Regions from separate parts of the Mus musculus genome. Here regions 2 and 3 are each linked to region 1. The links are chromatin contacts, called in public HiChIP or PLAC-seq and promoter capture Hi-C maps. All regions are on one chromosome and are shown on one strand. Each heading gives the region's core, a stretch centred on a gene start, on an enhancer-like site or on the middle of the called end of the contact. The rest is flanking DNA. Distances are from core to core; before and after follow the strand shown. Region 1 holds the start of Hpse2 (heparanase 2). Region 2 overlaps Hpse2 (heparanase 2). Region 3 overlaps Hpse2 (heparanase 2).

Region 1 (3,399 bases), core at 348-2,847:
GGATATAGAGGACTAGAAAGTGTAAGGCGCTAGAGGAAGCAGGTATGAAGGCTAGAGCCAGTATTTAATTTATGTTATAATTTAGTTTTAGAAACCATCTCTAAGTGATCTGGTGGTTTGGGGTTCTTAGACTGGCAGAGAATCCTCAGGGAATGTTAGCTTAAGGTAATCTAGTCCAGTCCTATGTAGGTTGGCTAATTCTTTCTGGCTGAAGGAAGGAAAATAGATTGCTATTGTAGTGTTTACTGAGCTCTCATACTGCCCAGTGTGCAGTACTGGCAGTGGTGGGGACCCATGCTCTGCATTCAACTGTCATCTAGTCTGTTTAATCAAGGAATGCCCTGGGGTGCTCTCATTTACCCATTTTTCATAAAGTAGCTCCCTTCATCTGCCAAAATAGAGGACTTGTTGTATCCCAGAGAGAAGCTGAAAATGGGACTGGGTGTGATTGTGACTGCCTGTGATTGTGGCTGGATTGTTTCCCCTTGTGTTAGGATGGGACTCAGGATAATTTGCAAGCTATTGAGGGTGGGAATGAAAAGAACAGAGGTTTGCAGTGCACTCGAAGTCCAGGATGATCTGTATCCCAGAGTTCCAAGCAGGCACACTCTAATTTTGGCCTAGGGCTGGATTTGACACCCCTATAGCCCATTTCTACGTCAGGAAGACATACTCCCCTGCAAGGGTATGAGTCTGAGGGTTGTTGGCAAGGAGACATTGGAGAGGCATCTTTACTTTTACAGTGGAATACATTGGCCAAGGAGTGATTCAAATGAACATAGGGTGTCTTGATCATCAGTCCAATGGGTTGCCAAAGCCATAAAATAACATATATGGGAAACTCAAGACTCTCCCTCACACATAAGCAGCAGTGCCATGGAGCATACTGATTCTTTTTTGACTCTCCTGACTAGGAAGTTCTTTGACCTGGGAATACTCTCCCTTCTCCCCCACCTTAGTCTCCTATTCAGGAGAAACTTCTTTCTAGTTATCTTGCAAGATTCAGGGGTTTGCACACCTAGGCATGGACTCTTCTTTGCTTTTTGTGCCTTGGCAAAAATTACTTTGCCCATCATAAAACCATTTACAACCTAACAACATTTACTGCTTCAACCCAAAAGGAAGGCACAAAGTGGACGGTAAGCAAGAAATAGTCAGGACAGACTGCCCCTCAGGCAGTGAAGGGCCTTCCCCATAGCCTACTGGGGAGGGGACTTGAAAATAAGCTCTTACTCAAGATGGTACCACAGTACAGTTTCAGTCCCACTGGCCGCTTCCTGACCCTAGCGGGTTAAATCAGTAGGGCACAACGGCCACCCCTCCCCCTTCTCCCCCCTCCCCCATCCCTTACCTTTAAAAAGTTAAAAAATGTCTGCAGTCAAATCTCTTAAAGGGGCGGTGCTGGTGAACAGTACTCTTGGCACGAGTTGCTGAGAAGGCTGGCTAGGGGCGTGAGTTCGCTCCACCAGCACCAAAACACTGAAAAAAAAATGCGAGCAAGCGAGCAAGAGCGAGGGAGCGAGGGCGAAAGAGAATAGGGGGGGGGAGAGAAGGGGGGCAGAGAGACACACACTTTAGATAAGGACAATTAGTCACCATCGAGACCCAGTAGGGAAAGAAGTTTAAATCAGAGGGATTTAATGAGGGTGCTCTGTGCTTTCCCTGAAGCCATGGCCTCCAGCAGCTCCCGCCCCCCCTCGTGCCTAGCCCTGGTGGCTCTCTTCTTGGCTCTGTTGCTCCATCTCTCCCTCTCCTTCCACGCTGGAAACAGGAGACCTTTGCCTGTAGACAGAGCTACAGGTTTGAAGGAAAAGACCCTGATTCTACTTGATGTGAGCACCAAGAACCCAGTCAGGACAGTCAATGAGAACTTCCTCTCTCTGCAGCTGGATCCCTCCATCATTCATGATGGCTGGCTCGATTTCTTAAGGTAAGGCAGGGGCTTCGATGAGTCATTTAAAAATTTAAGTACCCCCACCCCCATTCTCTTCCTATCCCCTGCTCCAAAGGGGGAAGAAAAAAGAGGAGAAAAAAGAAGAATAAGAAGGAGGAGGAGAAGAAGAGGAGGTACAGCAGCAGCAGCAGCAGCAGCAGCAGCAGCAGCAACAGCAGCAGCAGCAAACCGATCTGTCTTTCCAAGAGAAAAAAAGGAGGTTTCCCCCCTCCTGGACTATTTGCTGTGAGGCTGTAACTGGTGATTGAGGAAAGCAGTGTTTTCTATTAAGATGCACATGTTTGCAATGCAGAAGGCATTTCAGAAACTTATCAGTTATGACTGAAAAAATGTTGTGCTTACATATATCCACAATTAGTCTCCCCTTCTGAAAAAGAAACAAGAGGTTCAGGGAAGTTACAAAAGGGAAGATCTGGAACAACAAAGACTCCAGAGGAGTGGTTGTGTGTGAGAGAGAAAGCAGTGTGCGTGTGTCCGAGTGTTCAGTTGGGAGATTGCATGAAAGTGGAATTTGCCACGGAAAGATGGTTTCATCAGTTCTCACTCCCAGACAGAAAACGAATTTAAGGAGAGTCCTGAGCGGTGAGCAAGTTGGATTGGAGTTAAAATTTTTTATTTTGTATCCTCCGCTGTCATTATCAGCCTTGACTTTGTAAGACACTTTTTATAGATGAAGCCCTTCCCCCTCCACCCTCCTCTTTAGTTTTCCTTGGTAACTGCATAGTTTAATTTTTTACAGTGGGGAAAAAAAATCGTTGCTCGGGTCGTAGTGTGCATCATACGCGATCCATAAAGGTCCTAGGAACTCTCAGGGGAAGCGTTGGGAGTTTTGAACCCCAAAGCAGTGGTGGATTAACAAACCTGAAGGTTGAGTCTCGCTGACAGTCTAGTTGGGTTCACCCTCTTCCCGGGTTGTTACTATTCAGGCAGTTAAGCAACCGCGATCCCCTTCCCATCAGGGGCGGTTGCAAAGAGGGGGGCGTTGGAAATAAAAAGAAAACACACAGAAGAAAAAGAAAGGGAGGATAAACCTCTGCAATATTGAATATCCAAGTGTTAAGTTTCTGAAAATTCCCTTCAAGTTGGACCCTTAGTTTGGGCTCCTCCAAAGAGTCTAGAGTGCTCTCCATCCCATTCCAGATCCGACTCACATCGTTATTGAGCATTTTTCACCCTTAGAGTTTTGCTTTTCCGGGTGCACCCGCCCCTTAGCGCTCAGCCTCAGGTCTGCGGACGCAGCAGGTAGCTGTAGGCGCTGCGCCGAGCGCTCCATCCAGGTCAGGGTAGCTTAGCCAAAGACTCGGAGGTCGTCGCCACCAATGCGGAGGCCGTTTTGGGGTTCCAGAAGGTACAGTTGTTGGGAGGGCGGGAACAGCGCTGCACTACCGGGTTTCATCCTTGAAAGCTTTTCTGTGCAGCAGAACGCTTCTCTGAATTCATCCAAA
Region 2 (3,399 bases), core at 271-2,770, 240 kb after region 1:
TCATGAAGCAGTTTTCTGCTCTTTATTAAATACAGTAATAAGCGAGTTCTTTGAAAATCACCCAAGTAGATGCCAAGTAGAATGTGACAATGGACAGGTCTGGAGCAAAGGGCAGACACTGTGTGACAGATTGCTTCCCTGCACCTCCATCTCATGCACTTGCAGATGAATAAAAACCATTGGTTGCATTATCATAATTCATTTCCATTAAGTGGTTAAACAAAGCAAATAATTTTGGTACACAGTTTCCACTCTTCAACCCTAAGCAGAAGGATACCGGTTAGGAGTCTGACAAACCTAGATGCTTGTTCTAACCGGAGCAGAACTGGTTAAATCTTATTCTGTCTTCCAACAGGGAGCTAAAAGTAATTGCAAACTATTTCGTCCCCCTTGGCTCTGCATGTAGATTTAAAATTAAATTGGTTCTGGTTAGCAAGCTAGAACGGGGCAACTAAATTGAATTTTCTGAGGAATGTTGTGAATCCTATGTGAAAATAAAGCAACAGTCAAGGTTTGTATGTTTCCCGCTCTCCTCCTCTTGTGCCTTTCTCTCTTCGCTGCACCCTCTCTTCTCTCTTTGTGCTGTCTAGCTCATTAGCAGGGAGAGCCTTGGTTTTTCCTCCCTCGGAGTTTTATATGCATTTCTACCTATTTACACACGGCTCTCCATTTGGACACCCCTTCTAAAGCATAATTCTTTCTTCAATTGCACATTGATTGAATTCTCTTTTCAGATCCGTGTTTCTGTGATACAGAATTAATGTGAATATTTTATCAAGTTTTCATGGAGGAAAAACAAAACAGAAATGATAGGGTCTGGGCATGTGAAGTTTTAGGCTGCTGAGGTTGTTACAGCACATCATATACTTTTGATGATGCTAACATTCAGAGTAGACGATGACATAAAAACTATTCTAGAATTGTTCCCTTGATACGAAGTATTTCAGTCTCATTGTTTTTTCTCTTAAAAGTAATAGGTAGTCATTGTAGGAAGTATAGAAAAGTACAGAACAATATGACATTGTGTAAAGTTCACTCAAATACCTTCAAGTATGTTAAGTTATTATTAGCACTGAAGATAAAATATCTTCCTAGCAAAACAGAAGCAATTCATGATTTTGGCATCTTTCCCCTGTGCTTCTTTTTTTCTTTGTTTTGTTTTTGTTCTTCAGAGCGAATCACTTGCTAAACTTGTTGAGATATTGATATGCACACTATTTCGGATATTGCTTTGTTTTTGAAAATTTATCTTGATATAGGGACTGGCCTTGGGGCGAAGCCCCCACACCCCCCTGCTCTTGTTTCCCGGCTGCTTGGGTAGCAGTGTTTAGAGTGTGATGAAGCTGCTAACGTTTTGCAGCCTATGGATGACCATCTTTGATTTTCCTCTTTGCCCCTGAGCACAGAGGGCAGGTATCATAATGTTACCGTGGTTCAGCTTTCTCAGCTTACACTCATAGAACCTGGGCAACTTTTCCTGTTAAGCATTCATTGTGTGTGTAAGGAGATACGGGCTCAGGCGTCCTTCTGACGCTGCGAAGCATGTTCTGAGTTGCTAGGGATGGCTGTGCTGGATTAAGAAGTGCTTGCTGTATGGCCTTTGGGCAACACATTGGAGCAATCTTACTTTTTATTTTATGATTCCTTCCAGCAACATAAATACCCCAGCTGATGCTAAATTGTGTGAGCTTAAGAAATGGAGGGTGGTTTTCTTTTGTTTTGTTTTGCGTTTTACTTTTGTTGAAGAAATTGCACCACTTCTTGAAGTACTTAAATCCTCCATTTTCACCTTCTAAAATTTCATTTCCCTCAACGATCTTAAGGGAAAGCAGCAAAATAAAATAAAACAAAACTGTAGGTGTTTACTTTATTCCGTTAAATTTAAATTTTAAATTCAAGTTGTATTATTCATTCAGTTACGTGGATTTTATTAAAGAGTTTTCCTCTTAGTTTTAAATTATCCAATGCTGCCCTTTTAAGAAATTCTGAAAAAATGCTAAGTTGTTATTAGAGTTGGGTAAGAGGAAGCATTGCTGTATGTGGAGGTCAGAGCGCAATTTGTGGCCTTGGCTCCTTCCTTCTATCATGGGGGTCCCTGGGATCAAACTTGGGTCATCAGGTTTGGCAGCAGGATCTTTACCCACTGAGCCACGCTGCTGGCCCTGTTCACGACTTTTTAAGATCCATGTCTGATAATCCCCTGTGTGAGATTAACTTCATTTGATTTAGCGGTCTTCAAGCCCTGGTGTGCAGTAAGTGGCCTACTCCCCTGCCATTTTAAGTGGTCTTTTCTGCTCATTCGGTAGCTTCTAGGCCAGCTTTTGTCACAGATGAAATTTTTTTTTTGCATTGATAGAGACTTCAGAAAGAATCCCAAAGAGAAGAACATGCCAGTATCCTCTGAGGGCATTCATGTTTTCTAAACAGTGTTAGGCCTGCTACCTCTCCACTGTACTAACCAACTGTTCTACATGGGGATTTACTCAAAAGTTACTGTGCTACGTGAAGAACACTTGACAATGACTCTTATCTAATAATTTCAAAAAGTATTCCATTGTAGAAAAAGCTTTCTATTTGTCTACATCTTCCTCCAAACATACATCTAATTAGTGTGCACATCATATCTGTGACAGTTATCTCCTAAAGTGCCCCTTGACTCTGCCCCGAATGCCACTGTACACCAAGACACTTGTTACTAATGTTTCTTACCTAATACCTGGCCATGCCCAGTGCACAGTCAGTCAGCTGCAGGGAACTCAGCAGCTGTTGCGGGCTGGCTGATAAGTGGTGCCTGGAGAACCTGTCTGTAGCTTTGAAGGAACCTAAATAGATGCTGCAGCAGGCAGGCCATAGAAGCCAAATCTGAAGTTGAGCAGTGCCACCTGGAGAGGGAGAGAGTTCACATCCAAGGAAGTGAGTCCAGTGAGGCAAGCAGCGAGGGCCATGATGGCCTCAGAGTTAGCACTGACACAGGAGTCCCCAGGAGACCCCCTGCCATCACATCCCTGGATTCACAAGCACAGAAAGCCTTGTGGACTTTGCAACTTAGGGCAGAAATACATGAAAACCACCTTGAAATACCCAGGAGAGAACGAAAGCAGCACCTGTTGTCCAGGTTGGCCTTGTGGATGCCTTCGTGGCTCATGAGGCCTTAGCAAAGCTCCAGGTCCGTTCTTAAGGAGGTGTTAGTTATCTCTACATGCTATGAAGATGGTCCCGTCGCCTGTGGAGAGAGGCAAATCTAGCTTTTTTAATACAGGGTTAATAGCTATAGAAACAGGTTTAATCTTTTTACTTCATATTTTTAAGAAATGTTATGGGCTGGCGAGATGGCTCAGTGGTTAAGAGCGCTGACTGCTCTTCCGAAGGTCCCGAGTTCAAATCCCAGCAACCACATGG
Region 3 (3,399 bases), core at 356-2,855, 190 kb after region 1:
TTTTTGTATCTGAATTGCTGTCTTTGATGTGTTCTCGTTTTCCTTCCAGGATGAGTATCTTATAGTTTATTAATTTTCAGTCAAACCTGAAGATGACTTTCTATATTAGGATTCTACAAGTAACTATTTTTCTTTACTTCTTGGTCCACTGTTAAGTTAGTACTTAGGACAGTGGTAGCCATGTGGCTGCCAGTAACTGAGTGCTGGGGGAGAATCAGAACTGGGCCTGGTGTGCAGTTTGCTTTTATGAGCCTTCCCACAGCTCTAAAAGCTTTGCCCTGAAAAAACTACATAATTGAAGCAAAATGGAGGGTTTTTTTTTTTCTTTTAGTTCTTCACAATTCTTGCCCTTGATGGGACAGTAGAAAGAACTTTCAGGTATTAGTTAAGAAAAAATGTTAGTTAGTAGGATGTGGCAGTTCTTCTAAGATGTGCATGTTTTCAAATCGAGGAAACTTACTGACCAGTCCTGGAGGTTGCTTCCTCTGCTTCACCCCCCCCCCCCCGCCCCCCAACCCCGTGTGCGTTTCCAGGCTTTGACCACAGACTCTGGCTGACTGACTATTTGAACAGACTGAGGCTTTCACGAGGCTTTCTGAGTTTAATTTTACAGTAGCGTATCTTTCGATTATTAACACATTAAAGTCAATATAATTCTGGCTTAGAAATCTGATGCTAATTGGTTTGGGAATATTTTATTTAAAAATCTTTTTCCAAATGTGACTGTGAATTCTTCAGTTTCTTGATTTAGAACTAATGAAAACATTAATTCTGCCAGAAAAAGATTATCTGATGGAGCAGAAACATTTTAATTTTGGAGGTTACCTGTCAATTTTGTATTCCCATGTCTTTTGTCTAGAAACAAGCCTACAGCTAATTGACTTCTGTTCCTTTCCCCTTGACGTCTCATTTTTCTGAACTTAGAAGACTCAAATTAAAAGAAAGATAAAATTCCAAGGGAAGCTGGCATTGATCAAGGTTTGGCTTAAATTGAATTAAGTGCTTTTTATTGAACTCAGCAGTATTAGTTATTAAAACCAGAAGTTTTTACCCTTGCTAGTGTAAAAAAAGAAAACAATGACTCACACAACGGCAGCTTTTACTTGGAAATTAAAGCACTCATTTTCTTTTATTCCATTAAAACTTTTGCAGACAAACACATGTAAACAAGACAAGGAGATGCAAGGCAGCGAGGAGCCAGCGCCCCAGAGATGCTCACTCGCTGTTGTAGAAGCTCGAGGAATTTTTTATCCAGGAAGAAAGCAGGAAGGCGGTCCAGGGTTTCCTTTTGGACAGCTTTAAGTTAGTTGCATTTCCAAACTGCTTGTATGTTTTTTAAATGACTTGGAATTGTGCACATAGTAAGGTGAAGAAGACAATAATGTAGTATAATATAAAGAACACTAGTCAGGGAGTTAGAGCCTAAGTCTCAGGTTTAGATCTGTGGCTTGCTTACAAGCTGTTTGGTTGTGGTAAGTCACTGAAACTGTACAACTTCTGCTTTGCCATCTGTGCAACAAGAGGTGAGGCTCCATGAGTTCTGTGCAACAAGGAGTTAGGCTCGCTGAGTCTCAAAGGGTTCTCTCTTTATTTTACCATCTATTTCTGTGCTTTGTTTTGTGCCTGTGGGAAACCATTGTGATTTACAATGAATATGGAAGGTAGTTTATACTGGAGTGAAGAAACCATGCCCTCTAGGCAAAAGCTTAGCTTATCATCCATTATTTTTTTTATAAATAAAAGACTGATTTCAGTTAAAGGTCAGAACAGGACTTTCCAGTGCTCATCCTCTTATAGAAACATCAATCTGAGCAACTATTCATGCCTGGAAACGTCTCCACGGAAGCCAACGAAACTAGGCCCGAGGCTATAGCACATGGCTATAATACAGAGAAGGTGAAAACACAGTTTTACACCACCCATGCCACTCTGCAAAACATGGTGAGAAACAACCTTTCCTTGGAGAAAGGAGAAGGGAATCAAACAGCACATGTTGCCTCAGTCCTGAGCACCATGCCTGCTTCAGGAAAATCCCAGTTCAGACTCCAGCATTCTTTCAGACTGCTACTAGTTGAATGAATAAAAGCTTTGATTCGTTATCTTTTCTCTTTTTTTTGATTTCACTGTACACTTTTGTTTTGTAGATACCATGAGGTTTATATGAAACATCTTATAGTAGGTTACATTAAGCTGATAATTTTGATTATTTAAATACAATGTAAGATAGTTAGACAATAAAGGGACAAAGGATCTCAGAGACAACCAGATAAAGTTTTCTTTGATTAAAAAAAAAAGGATGTGATAACCTCTTTCCTACCAAAATTACCTTGCCTGTAAGCAGGATGTGTGTGTGTGTGTGTGTGTGTGTGTGTGTGTGTGTGTGTATGTATATTATGTATATGTGTATGTTTGGTTTTTCAAGACAGGATTTTTCTGTATAGCCCTGGCTGTCCTGGAACTCACTTTGTAGACCAGGCTGGCCTCAAATTCAGAAATCCACCTGCCTCCGCCTCCCAAGTGCTAGGATTAAAGGAGTGCGCCACCACGCCCGGCTTATATTTTGTAATACAGAGGGAGAATAGCTGAAAAGGTTGCAGAATATTCTGCCCAATAATGGCTGAAAACACATTTTTTTTAACAAGTGTATACAGAGCACTCTCTATTATAAATATTTTGTTAAGCCATAAAACGTGCTAAAAACTAAACACAAAGATTTAAATAATATCAGTATTTTTTTCTGGATCCAGTGGTATCATACTAGAAATCAATAGTAAGAGGAAATCTTAGAAAATTCAGAATCGCATGAAAATGAAGCACCATGTTCCATGTACCATGAATAACAAAGAAAAAATGAGAATTTAAAATAATATTGAATCTAATGAAAACATACACATAGGATTAAAATCTACTTATGAGGGAAGTTTATGACAATAAATAACAGAAAAAGAGAGATCTTCATTTCCCACCATCCAATTGATTAAGGCCAATAGATACAGAAAATTCAACAACCTTCAATGATAAAATTCTCAATAAAATCAGGTATCTAAGGAATGTATGTACATCAACAAAATAATGGACTACAGTTGTCAAATTCATAGCTAATAATTATCGTAAATGAAATATGTTACTCTAAAGCAACATTCCCACACCTGCTGCATCTGTTCACTAGAGTTGTTGTGGTTTGCATGTGGAATGCTTAGGAGGCAGTGGTGTGCTGGAGGAAGTATGGGAGAGCTCTTGAGGTTCTGTAGTTGGGCTCCAATTCCTGTTTTACTGTCTGTTTTCTGACTGTGGCTGCAATGTGACTATCCAGGCCCCAGCTGGTACTCCACGCCTACCTTGCCATCTTAGAGTGTCTTTCCTGAAACTGTAATCTAGAATAAACACTTCCTTTCTCTG

What was found. Promoter capture Hi-C pulls out the DNA fragments that hold promoters and counts their contacts. HiChIP or PLAC-seq counts read pairs in DNA pulled down with a chosen protein or histone mark.
Region 2: a contact with region 1 is called in an H3K4me3 HiChIP or PLAC-seq map of craniofacial prominence, with 5 times the contacts expected there. The contact joins the enhancer-like site here to the promoter of Hpse2 in region 1. A contact is called at or near these places in 11 of 39 promoter capture datasets (the 3T3-L1 cell line, HPC-7-derived erythroid cells, embryonic stem cells and 6 more), 1 of 484 Hi-C or Micro-C datasets (cerebral cortex), 3 of 115 datasets of contacts at active chromatin or transcription factors (craniofacial prominence, forebrain and stem cell-derived neural progenitor cells) and 2 of 9 other capture datasets (embryonic stem cells and macrophages).
Region 3: a contact with region 1 is called in a promoter capture Hi-C map of frontonasal cranial neural crest, with 6 times the contacts expected there. The contact joins the enhancer-like site here to the promoter of Hpse2 in region 1. A contact is called at or near these places in 12 of 39 promoter capture datasets (the 3T3-L1 cell line, the HPC-7 cell line, cranial neural crest and 9 more), 1 of 484 Hi-C or Micro-C datasets (embryonic stem cells), 2 of 115 datasets of contacts at active chromatin or transcription factors (craniofacial prominence and embryonic limb bud) and 2 of 9 other capture datasets (adipose tissue and embryonic stem cells).

The regions. Positions count from the first base shown.
Region 1 is chr19:43,386,553-43,389,951 of GRCm38.p6, reverse strand. It overlaps Hpse2 (heparanase 2), which reads left to right and starts at 1,597. Exons shown (of 12, transcript NM_001081257.2): 1 at 1,597-1,930. The coding sequence starts at 1,641.
Region 2 is chr19:43,145,117-43,148,515 of GRCm38.p6, reverse strand. All of the region lies in intron 3 of Hpse2 (heparanase 2), which reads left to right. Among named protein-coding and RNA genes, the nearest start is that of Hpse2, 240 kb to the left of the region's middle. Within about 2 kb of position 1,520, at least 7 of the 459 cell types and tissues checked have an H3K27ac peak or open chromatin away from gene starts, as enhancers often do. A contact at or near this core is called in craniofacial prominence, where this site is marked.
Region 3 is chr19:43,200,942-43,204,340 of GRCm38.p6, reverse strand. All of the region lies in intron 3 of Hpse2 (heparanase 2), which reads left to right. Among named protein-coding and RNA genes, the nearest start is that of Hpse2, 190 kb to the left of the region's middle. Within about 2 kb of position 1,605, at least 9 of the 459 cell types and tissues checked have an H3K27ac peak or open chromatin away from gene starts, as enhancers often do.